Regions from separate parts of the Gossypium arboreum genome. Here region 2 is linked to region 1. Evidence: chromatin contacts called from public Hi-C data. All regions are on one chromosome and are shown on one strand. Each heading gives the region's core, a stretch centred on a gene start, on an enhancer-like site or on the middle of the called end of the contact. The rest is flanking DNA. Distances are from core to core; before and after follow the strand shown.

Region 1 (6,069 bases), core at 2,211-4,710:
GTATATGGGTGGTTCACTCAAGGACATAAAAATGGAAAGCGAAATCGTCCCCATGATTGCAGTAGTGCTAGGCATCTTTCGATTTTGGCTTTATTTCGGTCACGACGCCCTGCACATCTCCTGGTATAATGTTGCTAACACAGCAGACCTCCAACTTAATTCACTTGCTGCTCTAAAATCAACAAGTTTCAGTAGCCATCTCAGATGTATGCAGTTTCGTGACAAGTCCGGCATCAGATAACCTTCAATCATCTCAAAAACGTATGCTCGAGCATATCGTATTCTTTCTAGTTCAGTCGAATCATTATTCGGCTCTGGGAATGTGTCTAGTAACCAGCCTATCTCGATTGGACCTCCGTTAATATTATCCGGAATAGCACCCAAAAGCTCGTAGCATACGGCTCCCCAATCAGCAGATTGAGCAGACCTGGTGACTGCGTACACATCCACCGGCAATCTCAATTGCAATTGCACGTCTTCTAAAGTGATAGTACACTCTTCGCATGGAAGATGTAAAGTGTGCATCTCGAGTCTCCACCTCTCTATCAACGCACTATTAGTTTTGGGTCCAACTTGCACCCCTGGCCTATCGGGGCCACGTGCCAAAAACCCGCTTCCCGCAGGTAATTCTTTATCAACGGCGATGGAGGACCAGACATATTACGGATATAGCATTGCAACACCCGATCTACAGACTGTTATAAAAATTATAAAACAAAAATTAATTAAAATTGCATAAATGAAAAAAAATTAAATAGTATTCAAAAATTAATTAAACTTATCACTTACCATTATCATTTGATCGAGAGAGATGTGTTTGTTATCTAGACGAATTAATTCTCTGGCCATTACTAACACGATAAAATATTTTTGTAATTTAAAAAAAAAACTAATTTAAAAAAAATTTAAACAGAGCTTTTTTGCAAAATTAAAGAAAGCTTTGACAAAAATTGAGAGAAATTTGAGAGAATTTGGGGAGAACTTAGAGAGAATTGTGAGAGGACTATTGTGTGAAAAAATGAAAGGGGGAGGCCTTTTATAGTTTCCTTTTTTTGACCGTTGGAGTTCAAACGGTCAAGGGCGCGCTTTGTGCTGACATGGACAAAACGCTCCCCCATGGACGCTTTTTGCTGACACATCCCCTGACTTCGCGCTGACATGGACGCGCTTTCGAGGAAAATGGCCCTTTCCAGTAAATAATCAAAATATCGGCCCAATTCAATAAATAATGTTATAAAAAGACTTTATTTTTAATAAATTATCCTATATTTTTGGACACAAATTTGCTCCCATCAATATATCATATCAAGATTCCTCAATTTAATTTAATTTTATGTCCCACTCTTTCCTTTTTCTGAAAAAAATCGTTTCCCCATATTATAATTAGACATAAGTAGCACGAAATAATATTTTTACAAAATAATTCATAAAAACTTAATCATTAAATAATACTCTTACATAAGTATTTCTTTTGTTGTAAAATATTATTAATTAGACGCTCAAAACGATAGTTTCATTAAAATAATTAATGTTATTTTATTATCTGACATAATTATAATAATATATGACATAAACATAAAATAAAAATAACGTGTTTGCAACTTTTTGTAAAATGTATTATACAGTGATTAGATTTGCATTAAAGTTAATTACATTTAAATTATTAAATAAAGTATGTATTTCAATAAATTCTTAATTGATGGTCTTTAATAGAGCTTATAATGGCAAATAGATTTGGGTCTCGTTATTATGAGGCTTTGATACAAAGTGTTGCGAAGAAGTGAAAATGCATAGATATTTCTATGTTTATATAATTTAACTAAAATATAAGTTGTTCATTGTTAAAAAATTAATAAGTTGATTAAAATTTTGAAAATATATTTGTTGCATATGATTTTCCATAACGATGAGCGCCTGAGTTTGATAATCTTAAATGTATATTGCCCTAGATGGCGAAATTTGGGAGTAAAGTTAAAATGAAAATGGAAGAGTAAAGTTGAAGAAAGCGAAGTGTACAAGGTTCCAAAATTGTTGGGTTGCCTGATAAAGAGGTAATCTACAAGAAACAGACAAACAGACGAGTTGGACATCAACGGTTCTGTCTGTATGCGGCACACATCCACCACCCTATTTATTACGTTACAACTTCATTCTTTTTCCATCTTTAATTTTTCATATCATACATTTTCGCACCCAAATATTTTCTCCTTACGCTTTTTCTTGGCATAATAAAATTGTTATTATAGTTTATTTTTTAGTTTTTAATTTTTTTAAAATTACCTCAAAATGGAAAAAAAAATTGTAAATGTATCATACACGTGAATTATTACTTGAATGACATATCAATATTTAATTAACTTTTAAAATTTTAAAATTCAAAACAAATTATAAAAATTATTTTTAAAATTTAAAATCATTAAAATTATTAAAAATTATAAAAATATTTTATATATATTTTTAAATCTTAAAAAATAATCAAATGCTAATATACAATCCACGTATACGTAACATCAACAAAATTAAAAACATTAATTTTTCTATCAATTTTAAGATAATTTAACAAAAATTAAATTAAGAACCATGATTTGTCATTTCATATTAGATCCCTTAATCAATTTTTTAAGATTTGATTTAGATTATTTCAAATTTAAATTATTAACTTAAAAATATTATTTTTAGAATTGATTTAAACTTGGAGTGTATAAAGTTATAAAATTTCTGTTTATCGGGAAGTTTAAGTATCAAAATTATTTGCATTTCTTTAATTTATTAATGATTATTATTCTTTTAGAAAAAATTGTTTTTTTATTTTTCACCCATATAATAAGCTTATTATGCTATGCACATAGGGAAAAATTATAAAAACATCATAGGATTAAAATTTTGAAGTGTTTATTTATGAAATAATATTTGGACGTAGATTTTAAACTCCATAAATTAGATTAGAGGTTAATAAATATTTTATAAATGTATGGTAATTTTTAAGATTGTTTGTATAATAAAAAATATTACTAATGTAATAGATATTAATATTTTATTTATATATCTTCAAATTATTCCATACATCCTCTTAAGAGGCCAAAATATTTACAAACGAGTTGAAAGTGTTACAAAAATATTATAAAATGTAATATAAAAATAAATATATAAATAAATGCACCACTAATTATGTGTATGCTTAATTTAATTAATAAATTTATAAAAAATATACAAAAGAATTATCACTTTAAGATTTTAAAAATGAAGGAAAAATTTCAACAAGAAAATGTACAAGTGTTGGGACACGTGTAATACAAAGGATGGGCGTGATGGGCGGTAGCTAGTTCCACCCTATATCTCCCGTCGTTTATTAATAAAAACTCCAGTTATCACCAATCATCACAGATTCATAACCAAGCAAGCCAACTAATTATAATTGGATTTTGTGGGTCTATTTGTAAAATTTTAACAAAACAAAGGGTGTTTCGGTAACTTCACTCTCCCCATCCTTTAATTGCACCTTATAAGTACTACACTGGTACTGAAAGCTGTTACAGTTCAAAAGGCAAAAACCTTTTTTTTTTTTTTTCAAAGTAAGTACATTTTATATTTTGGCTCTTTCTGGTTTTGTTCCTTAGAGTTAAAAATAGTGTACGGATAATGAAAAATCTCGGAGTTTTCTTATCAAAGAAGTTGATTCATTTGCCAAAAAATAGTTAAATTTGAAATCATTTTATTATCTTTTTACGTTATTATACGGAGTTGATAGTTACCAGTTCATAAGGGCAACCCTTCTTAACCATACACTTCCCTCATTTTTTTTAACAATTTATTATTTTAAATTTTGATTTTGGTTGATCTTATGTGGATACAGTTGTTTCCTAAATGGAGAAATCCAGTAATTCAACAACTTTAGGTCGAACAAAATCGGATCAGCTGTTGGAGACGCTGGCGGCGGTTTTCAAATCGCCTACGTCGCAGAGTGATCTAGCGCCGGGAACGTCGGATAGCGGTGGAACTTTGTCACGGAAATCGAGCAGGCGGTTTGTAGTGGGGGCATCGCCGGCGCGGAGCAGTGGCGGCGGTAGTAGAAATGCACACATTAGGAAGGCGAGGAGCGCTCAGATGAAGTTGGACTTGGAAGAACTGAGCAGTGGGGCGGCGCTCAGCCGTGCTTCTAGCGCTAGCTTGGGCTTTTCTTTCTCTTTCACTGGCTTCACCGTTCCGCCGGATGAGATTGCCGATTCAAAACTCTTCAGCGATGACGATATACGTAAGTTCTTTTATTATCTCTACCTTTACATGCAAAATGTTAATTAACTAATTTAATTTAATTTCCTTCTTTTATTAAACTGTAGACAATATACATGCAATAATGCTTAATTTCATTTCATGAAGCAAATTGTATTTATATTTATATATATATATATATATATATTAGAAGTTTTGTTAATTTAAAATGTATTATTTATTTTTGGCCACAAAAGCATAAAAATAACATTAAAAAAATAGAAGTATTACTGGCCACAAAAGTTCGATGGATAAAGAGTTATGATTGGTTTTTATTTCCTGAAAATAGTCAGGCCAAATAAAGGTCACCACTCACCACCTTTTTATGCAATTAGTCACTTCAAATTCTGGTGAGGGTTGTGAAAAGAGTTAAAAATACTAATTCCTTTAATTATTTTTTGAAATTATAACTAAATTATTAGCATAAATGTATGATGATAGCCAAACTTATAAATTGTCTCTTGAAAATACAAAGAGAAGAAATTGAACTGTCCAAATCCTACTTTGCCCTTGTGATTATTAGGATAAATTTAGATATTAATCATTAAATCACCCACCAAATCATGTTATCACTTAAATTATATTTTAGTTTTTATCAAGTTAATGTCAAATATCAATGGAGTCTTAATTGAGTTGTAAAAATATCATCTATCTATCTGTGTCACCTATTAATTGAGTCTTAACTTAATTATAAAATTATCAAAAAATTTTATATTTACAAAGTAATAAATACTATTTTATAGGTTAATAATATCTTTTCATAAAATATTTGCATATGATAAGATTTGAGAAAAAGAATTATAATTTTTAATATTAATTTTATTATTTTAATCAAAGTTATATTTAATTATTATATTAATTTTTAATTTTGTTGTATATAGTTTTCATCTAAACTATGAGTCATAATATTTGTTAAAATAGATAATAACCTTTGATTGCAGCTGAAGATATTGAAGCTGGAATCTGCAGGCCAAAATTTCAAGCAGAGCCTACATTGCCAATTTATTTGAAGGTAACATTTTTTTTAACATATGCAGGGTTTACTAGTATCCCCTTCCCAACAGCATATTCAATCTGTGTTTGTGAATGGTTCATGGACAGGCTACTGTAGCAGAATTACTTTAATACTTGGATTCAGGTTTAAGTGTTGGATACGGGTATGTATCCGACACGGGTATGTTTAATTTTTCTTTGAATTTTCTATATAGAAAATCTTTAAAACGTTATATCTTCATGTTCAAATATGCATCCACAAAACATAGGTAGCACGATTAAGTTCAGTGGCATTTATATGCAAAAGGGTTAAATTCTAGTTTCACCCCTGTTTCAAGAAAAATGATTTAAAAAATATTTTTATATTTTCCTGTGTTTGTTTTATATAAAAATTAGGTCAACTGAAAATAATTTACAAATCATCAAAAATAAGTTATTTTTCTTGTAAAATAACTTATCCTTTTGAAAATCATAAGTTATTTTCTGAAAAATAGCTCTTAATTTTATTTTTATATAAAATTAACTTAAATCAAGCTTAATATTATTATATTGATAATAAATTTTATTTTTATTTTTAAAATATTTAAATTTATTAAAATATTAATATAAAGCATTATAATTTTCAATATTATTAAACATACATATTTAATTATTTATATTTAATCATATAATAAATTTTTAATATAATTTATCATTTTATAAATAATTTAATATATCAGTTTTATTTTAATAATAATTTTAAAATAATAATTTTAAATAATATTCTTCAAATATTATTATAAATATTCAATATTAATTTTTAATAAA
Region 2 (6,069 bases), core at 1,587-4,086, 600 kb before region 1:
CTGCAAATCAAACGTCCGGATCAATGTTGCTGACCCGAATCTGGCTAACTCCAAGTATGGCATCAGTCGTTCATCCGAGGGATATCCTAAACCATTCACCCGACCCCTCAATGCGCGGTACGGGCCCTAACACTATTAAATTACAGAAAATAGTTATTACAACATAACTTATTTCTGTAAATGACGTGGAACTTTTTTTAGGGAACCTGTGAATAAAAAATAACAATATATTACCATATTATTAACAGTGTTTGATATGTGATCATCGTTCTTAATCAATGAACCCATTTCAATACTTGCAATTTCAAAAAAAAATTTGATCATTAATTTCTAAGTTTGATGCATTTTAAATATTTATCAAAATACCTAAATATTGCTTTTAATTACAAAAATACCAAACAGCTTTTGTCCACATCATATTTTTTGCTATACTACATTAATAAAATAAATATATCTTATAAATTCCAACTCAAATTCCAACTCAATGGTCCCATTCACAAATTCCATCTCAATGGTCTAAACTTTTACCTACATAAAAACAAAAATATATATTAAAATAATAAAATAACACGCCAATCAAAAAATATAATGAAATATAACATAAATTATCTCAACATAATAAATATGAATATTGTTGTTATTATTTTAAAATGATAATAAGTAGAATATATTGGTTTAAAAGATAATAACATGCCAACTTAATTGTTGTCAAAAATATAAATTTTTTATTCAAGGATTCAAAAGAAATTTCAAAATTTAAAACACATAAACTCTTATTCCCAATTATAAAATCTAAAAAGTTAGAACACGTAAACTCTTATTCTTAATTTATTTCATAAATTCCAACTCAATGGTTTCGTTCACAAATTCCAAATAAATTACATAAAAAATAAATCTAATAAACCTAAAACACACATGACAAATAACTTACATAAAAATAAATTTAATAAACCTAAAACACACAAGACAAATAAATTACATAAAAAATAAAACATTCTTTCCACATAACATAAATAGGCTTTTTACTTGAAACAAACATTAAAACAAGCTTATGAATGAAAATATAAAATAAATACCAACATACCTTAATAGTTCTTTTAACCAAATAATACCTTACAACAATAAAATTAAAAATTAATTTCAAAATAAATAAAAAAAGAAAAACATTTATTTATAACAAAAAATTAGTAAATAGAAAAATACCTTTTATGATTCTTTTCAACACCAAATCCTTCTAACTGCAAATACAACCTCTTGATTAATTTTTTTTCAAACCCTAAACCTAACCCTAATTTTTTCTCAAATCCCAAACACAACTTCTTCTCTTTCCCTTTCTCCTTTCCTTTTCTATTTTTTCCCTTCCCTTCTCTTCTCTTTATTCAACTTCTATTTTCTTCTCTTTTTTCCCTTTCTTCCCTTCCCGCTCTCTTTTTCTTCTTCTTCTAAATTTCTTTTTCCTTTCATCCGGCCAAAATGGGGACATTGGGGACCTTATAATGGCCCCCAAAACACATTTCACGGGCATAATCCTGTCCCATCACTGCCACTGTTGCAGGGGTCAAAGGTGTGCTTATGAGGTTGGCTTCACCACCCTTGTGTTGCCTATTAGTTTGGCATGACCAGGGGGTGTGCCGCCTACCTATTAGGCATCACTAGTGGTCCTGTCACCTTAATGTCAGCAGGTCGACAGAGGGTTGGGTTTTGGTCGTATGTAAATGACTCGTATTTCTTTAGTGTTGCCTATTTAGATGGTATTTTCAATTTTTTAATATATATATTTTAGTCTACTCTTTTAAATTTTAGAGTAGTGCCGCTTATGCACCAACTTCCACTTACATTAATGTACCATTTCGGTACATAATCTACCAAACATACTATTTAGGTTTTTTTTTTTCACAATATTCAGATAAAAAAGCCTAGATGTGAGAAAGGCAACAGAAAAATTTAAAAATTATTTTAAATTAATAAAAGTTATTTAAAAAATTAATAAAAATATTACAAATATAATATTCTTGGTAAAATGGAAATGGGTTCTTTCACATTTGTTTTTGATCAACAAGAATTTTCTTATAATAACAGCTTCGATTCCTTTGAGGAAATGGAAAATGGGTTCAATGGGAACAACAAGAAAATGGGTAGAAAAGTTAGTGATGAATCTTTGGCCAATGAAGAAAACAACGGGTTTAAAGACTTATTTAGACGAGGGAGCAAAGCAAGAAGAACAACATCATCTATGGCTGACTGGCTTTGAATTTTGTTTGAAGCTGAAGCAAAAATTGAAGAAATTACTGGTTTGAAACGGAAGAAGAGTTGGGTAATTCCAGAAAGAAGCGAGCTCGTAAATCAGGCTCCGTCGCCGGTAGTTCTTCGACGCTTTCAGCTAGTTCCGACAATGCCGGTGGTGGTTCAAACGCGCGTTTCGAATATGTAAACACACATTCGATATGATTTGCGAGGAGCTTGAACCGGCGGGGAATTTAATGGTAGAACCGAATTGGAGATCCATTTTTAGAGCTTGGGAGACAGTTGATTCATGGCGAGGAAGCCAAGGATGGTGGTTAGCCTTAGCCACATCGGGATGATGTTTAAAAGGTATTTAACGAACTTGTTGGATAGTGGCACGGTGCATAGTGCAGAGCATTTACTGCTTTGTTCAAGATACTGGTGAAAGATAACCATTTAGTTTCATCACACACATATATTTTTATGAAAGAAATAAAAACTATTAATAATGTTAAATATATTTTATTAATTTTAATTTTAAATATATTTTATTAATTTTTGAAGTTTTTTCATTTTCAGTAAAGGGGTTTTTTGTGTTTTGACGGGTAAGCTTTTTCTTTTGAAAGATTTACCCAATGGGCTTGGTTCAAAACTTCAATTTCTAACCTAAGAAAAAAACCCAAGAAGCTGAAATAGTGTGCTGCCCCTTTGCTACCACTTCGCCTCCGCTACTCTGCCATCCAACTGGTACATGAAGCAACCTTTTTTCCAGTGCTCAACCATTGTTAGCTAAAGCTGCTAAAGGTCAGTTTGGTTTTAGTAATTTTCTCTTGTACTTTGAGTAAGTTAGACATTGTTGAATGGATGGAAATTGTGGGTGTGTTCAAAATATATCTCTTGTATTTCATGATCCTTTTTTGGGCTTTTCTTTTATTTGATTCGGTCCCCATCTATAATTTTCTTATTAATTTGCTGTACAAATTGCACAATCATAAACCAATATCAGTGTATTCAATCATTTAAGGATCTATGTGGTTCAGTATTGTCTGAGCTTACTAAACTTTGCCTTTTTAATTTCAACTTTTGCTTGGATTATATGTTGTTAGAGCAAGCTGGCTTTCCTGAATGATTTATAGGAGTTTATAAAATTTGTTTGATAATTACTTCATACCAAGAGAAGAAAAGGAAAAAAAAAAAAAAACCTAGAAAAAGATCCGCAATTGATGAATTAGACGATCGATCCAATCGTATCACATTAGGAGACAGGTACAACCCTTTATATCTATTGTGAAAGCCCTCGAATTTCCCCCAGTCATTTCGCTTTGATCGATTTATGGTTTTTATGTTCTTAAGTAGCTCGGGAATTTGATTTCTTTGTACTACTTAATATTTGATGAAAATCATGTTATTTGATTTCTCTTCAAGGTGTCTTTGATTACGGATATTAGATATGTTTAACATTGCAACGACCTTCTGCAAAAGGATAAGCGTGAAGGAGCTAGTTACCAGCGCTCCTGTGTTTGGCACAATCACGGGTATGCTTCGTTGAAATGAGCTGTTTTGATTGCTTTTAATATTTATTAAATTCTTTGAGCTAATTTCATGGAACTTATCCTCATTTATTTGTGGCTTAGATGGATCTTCTTCTGGCTTAAGTTTGATGCTTAGGCGGTGGGCTAGTAAAAAAACTGCTGGATCAACTAAGAATGGAAGAGATTCAAAACCCAAGAATCTTGGGGTGAAGAAGTTTGGTGGCGAGGTCAGTGGATGATCCAAATTCAAATGCGTCCATTTAGTAATAATAGATATGATATGAAGATTTTGCATTGTTGTGGCAGAGGGTGATTCCTGGAAACATTATAGTTCGTCAACGAGGAACACGTTTCCATCCTGGAAACTATGTAGGGATTGGGAAAGATCATACTCTCTATGCCCTAAAGGAAGGTTGTGTGAAATTTGAGACGCGTAAGCTTAGTGGGCGCAAATGGGTACATGTTGAACCCAAGGAAGGACATGTCCTTCACCCCCTTTATGCTACTGCTGATGCAGGAGAGCTAAAGACAGCCACGTAAGGTTTGTGACATTATTGTTTGTTTAGGCAACCAAGTTTGCATCTCATAGTTAGCTAAACTTTTTGAATGATATTGGATATTCAACTATCAATTGTATCAGAGAGGATCTTGGGAGAGATACAAAATAAAAGAAACATGAGGTTTGGCTCCCCATGTTCCATTTACCGTATGGTTGTTTCTGTTCCGGTTTCCTTTTTTGATATTCATTTCTTTTGATTTTTCTTTACTGCATAGCATAGTTTTTAGACTCTAGCATACAAGTATTCCACAGCCATGAGCAAGATATTATGCTATAAAATGATGCAAGCTTTTTACAAGACCTCTAAGATAAGTTTCTAGTAAAAAATGGTGGAATCTCTCGGGTACTTTACCAACAGTCTGATGTGATTCATTTTTCTTATGAGTTTTGTTCTCGAATGGCTTTGACTAGGAAGTAGTCTTTTCTAGTTGATTGGCTGAGCTTGACGCAGCTAACATGAAGCAGCTTTATAGGGCTTTTAGTGAACTGTAGTTATTGAAATGCAAGCGGTTTATGTTTTGAGATTTTACTGGGATGCCAAATGTTTGAATCCAATTTCTCAAATGGAAGAATACAGTTAATGTGTTTCTTTGATTGCTACTAACAAAATGTAAACTTAATAAATCTGCAAGGGGTCCTAACCTGTTACAATTGTACACTCTCCATGTTCAGATATGTGAGAAAAAAGGCAATTACAACGAAAAAATTTATGCTTGTTGTAACAATCAACTGCAAACAAGCTTTTGAGCTTTTGAATGTATGAAAGAATCTTGCTGGATACAATCGGGGCTCTTGCTCTCTTCTTTTTCATGGCTGACTTCCGCTATTTTCATTAAGCCAAGGGATGTATCAGCTCAGCCAGTTTATCTGAATCAGGTTGGATCACCTGCTGGCTACAAGTATCCTCATAAAATAATAGCTGTAGAGCACAACTAGAAAAGAAAAACTGTTGGGTACAATGGTTGAGCAGGCACTTCAAACACTGAGGATTATTGGTTAGTTTTCATCTAACATCTCCATGTCTTGCATTTCCATGGGTTCAGGGAAAACTTCGTTCGACAACCTTTTACGTGAAGACGAGTGTTCAATTCCATCGTTGCCATGAGAACCTACTCTACCTGCCTGCCTAAAACCACTGAAACCCTCTCTGTTTTGGTGGCCTGGGATGGTGGCACTCTCTGATGAGCTCTGTCGCCAACTACCAAAGAAGGCAGAACCCCAAGACCGCCTAGAAGATGTTGTTCTTAGCCTTGCGGAGCTGAAACTCTCCTCTCTTACTACTTTCAAAGGGTTTTCCAATGCTTTAAGAATATGTTTCATTGAGGGTCGTTTAGAAGGCTTGGGGTTAAGGCATGACCTTGCCACGATTGCCATGGCCCATACCTCCTCCAATAGATCCTCATCTACAATCAAGGATGGATCCATGATCTTAGTCACCAATTCCTTTTCATATATACTGATGCAAGGCAAGGTTTGCTCAAGCCACTCCTTTGTAGATGCATCTTCTGCCTTACCAATACCAAGCTTGCCTGTTATAAGCTCTAGTAATACCTTCCCGAAACAGTACACATCGTAAGCACAAGTAGTTGAAGAAGAACCTGCCCATATCCAAACACTGATATAAGAAACGGATGCTGATGTCTTATTAATAATTCAGAATCAACCCTCCCCAACGATATTCTTTGAGATAATTCTCAATTCCATGCGCAAATTTGGCAAAAAATCTATAGTTTCAGTTTCCAACTATAGGAACAA

What was found. A called contact is a pair of places that touch in the nucleus more often than the background predicts.
Region 2: a Hi-C map of leaf shows a contact between it and region 1, with 2.5 times the contacts expected there. The contact joins the promoter of LOC108483446 here to the promoter of LOC108483252 in region 1. A contact is called at or near these places in 2 of 5 Hi-C or Micro-C datasets (both in leaf).

The regions. Positions count from the first base shown.
Region 1 is chr1:75,312,432-75,318,500 of ASM2569848v2, reverse strand. LOC108483252 (ABC transporter G family member 22-like) reads left to right here and starts at 3,460. Exons shown (of 11, transcript XM_017786541.2): 1 at 3,460-3,572; 2 at 3,854-4,252; 3 at 5,211-5,281. The coding sequence starts at 3,865. LOC108481281 (serine/threonine-protein phosphatase 7 long form homolog) reads right to left here and starts at 1,118. Exons shown (of 2, transcript XM_017784438.1): 1 at 1,058-1,118; 2 at 100-629. The coding sequence starts at 1,118. The coding sequence ends at 100.
Region 2 is chr1:75,907,190-75,913,258 of ASM2569848v2, reverse strand. It overlaps LOC108483446, which reads left to right and starts at 2,836. Exons shown (of 4, transcript XM_017786849.2): 1 at 2,836-3,027; 2 at 3,649-3,758; 3 at 3,858-3,982; 4 at 4,062-4,464. The coding sequence starts at 3,674. The coding sequence ends at 4,295. It overlaps LOC108483445 (probable LRR receptor-like serine/threonine-protein kinase At2g16250), which reads right to left. Exons shown (of 6, transcript XM_053029055.1): 6 at 4,839-5,912. The coding sequence ends at 5,311.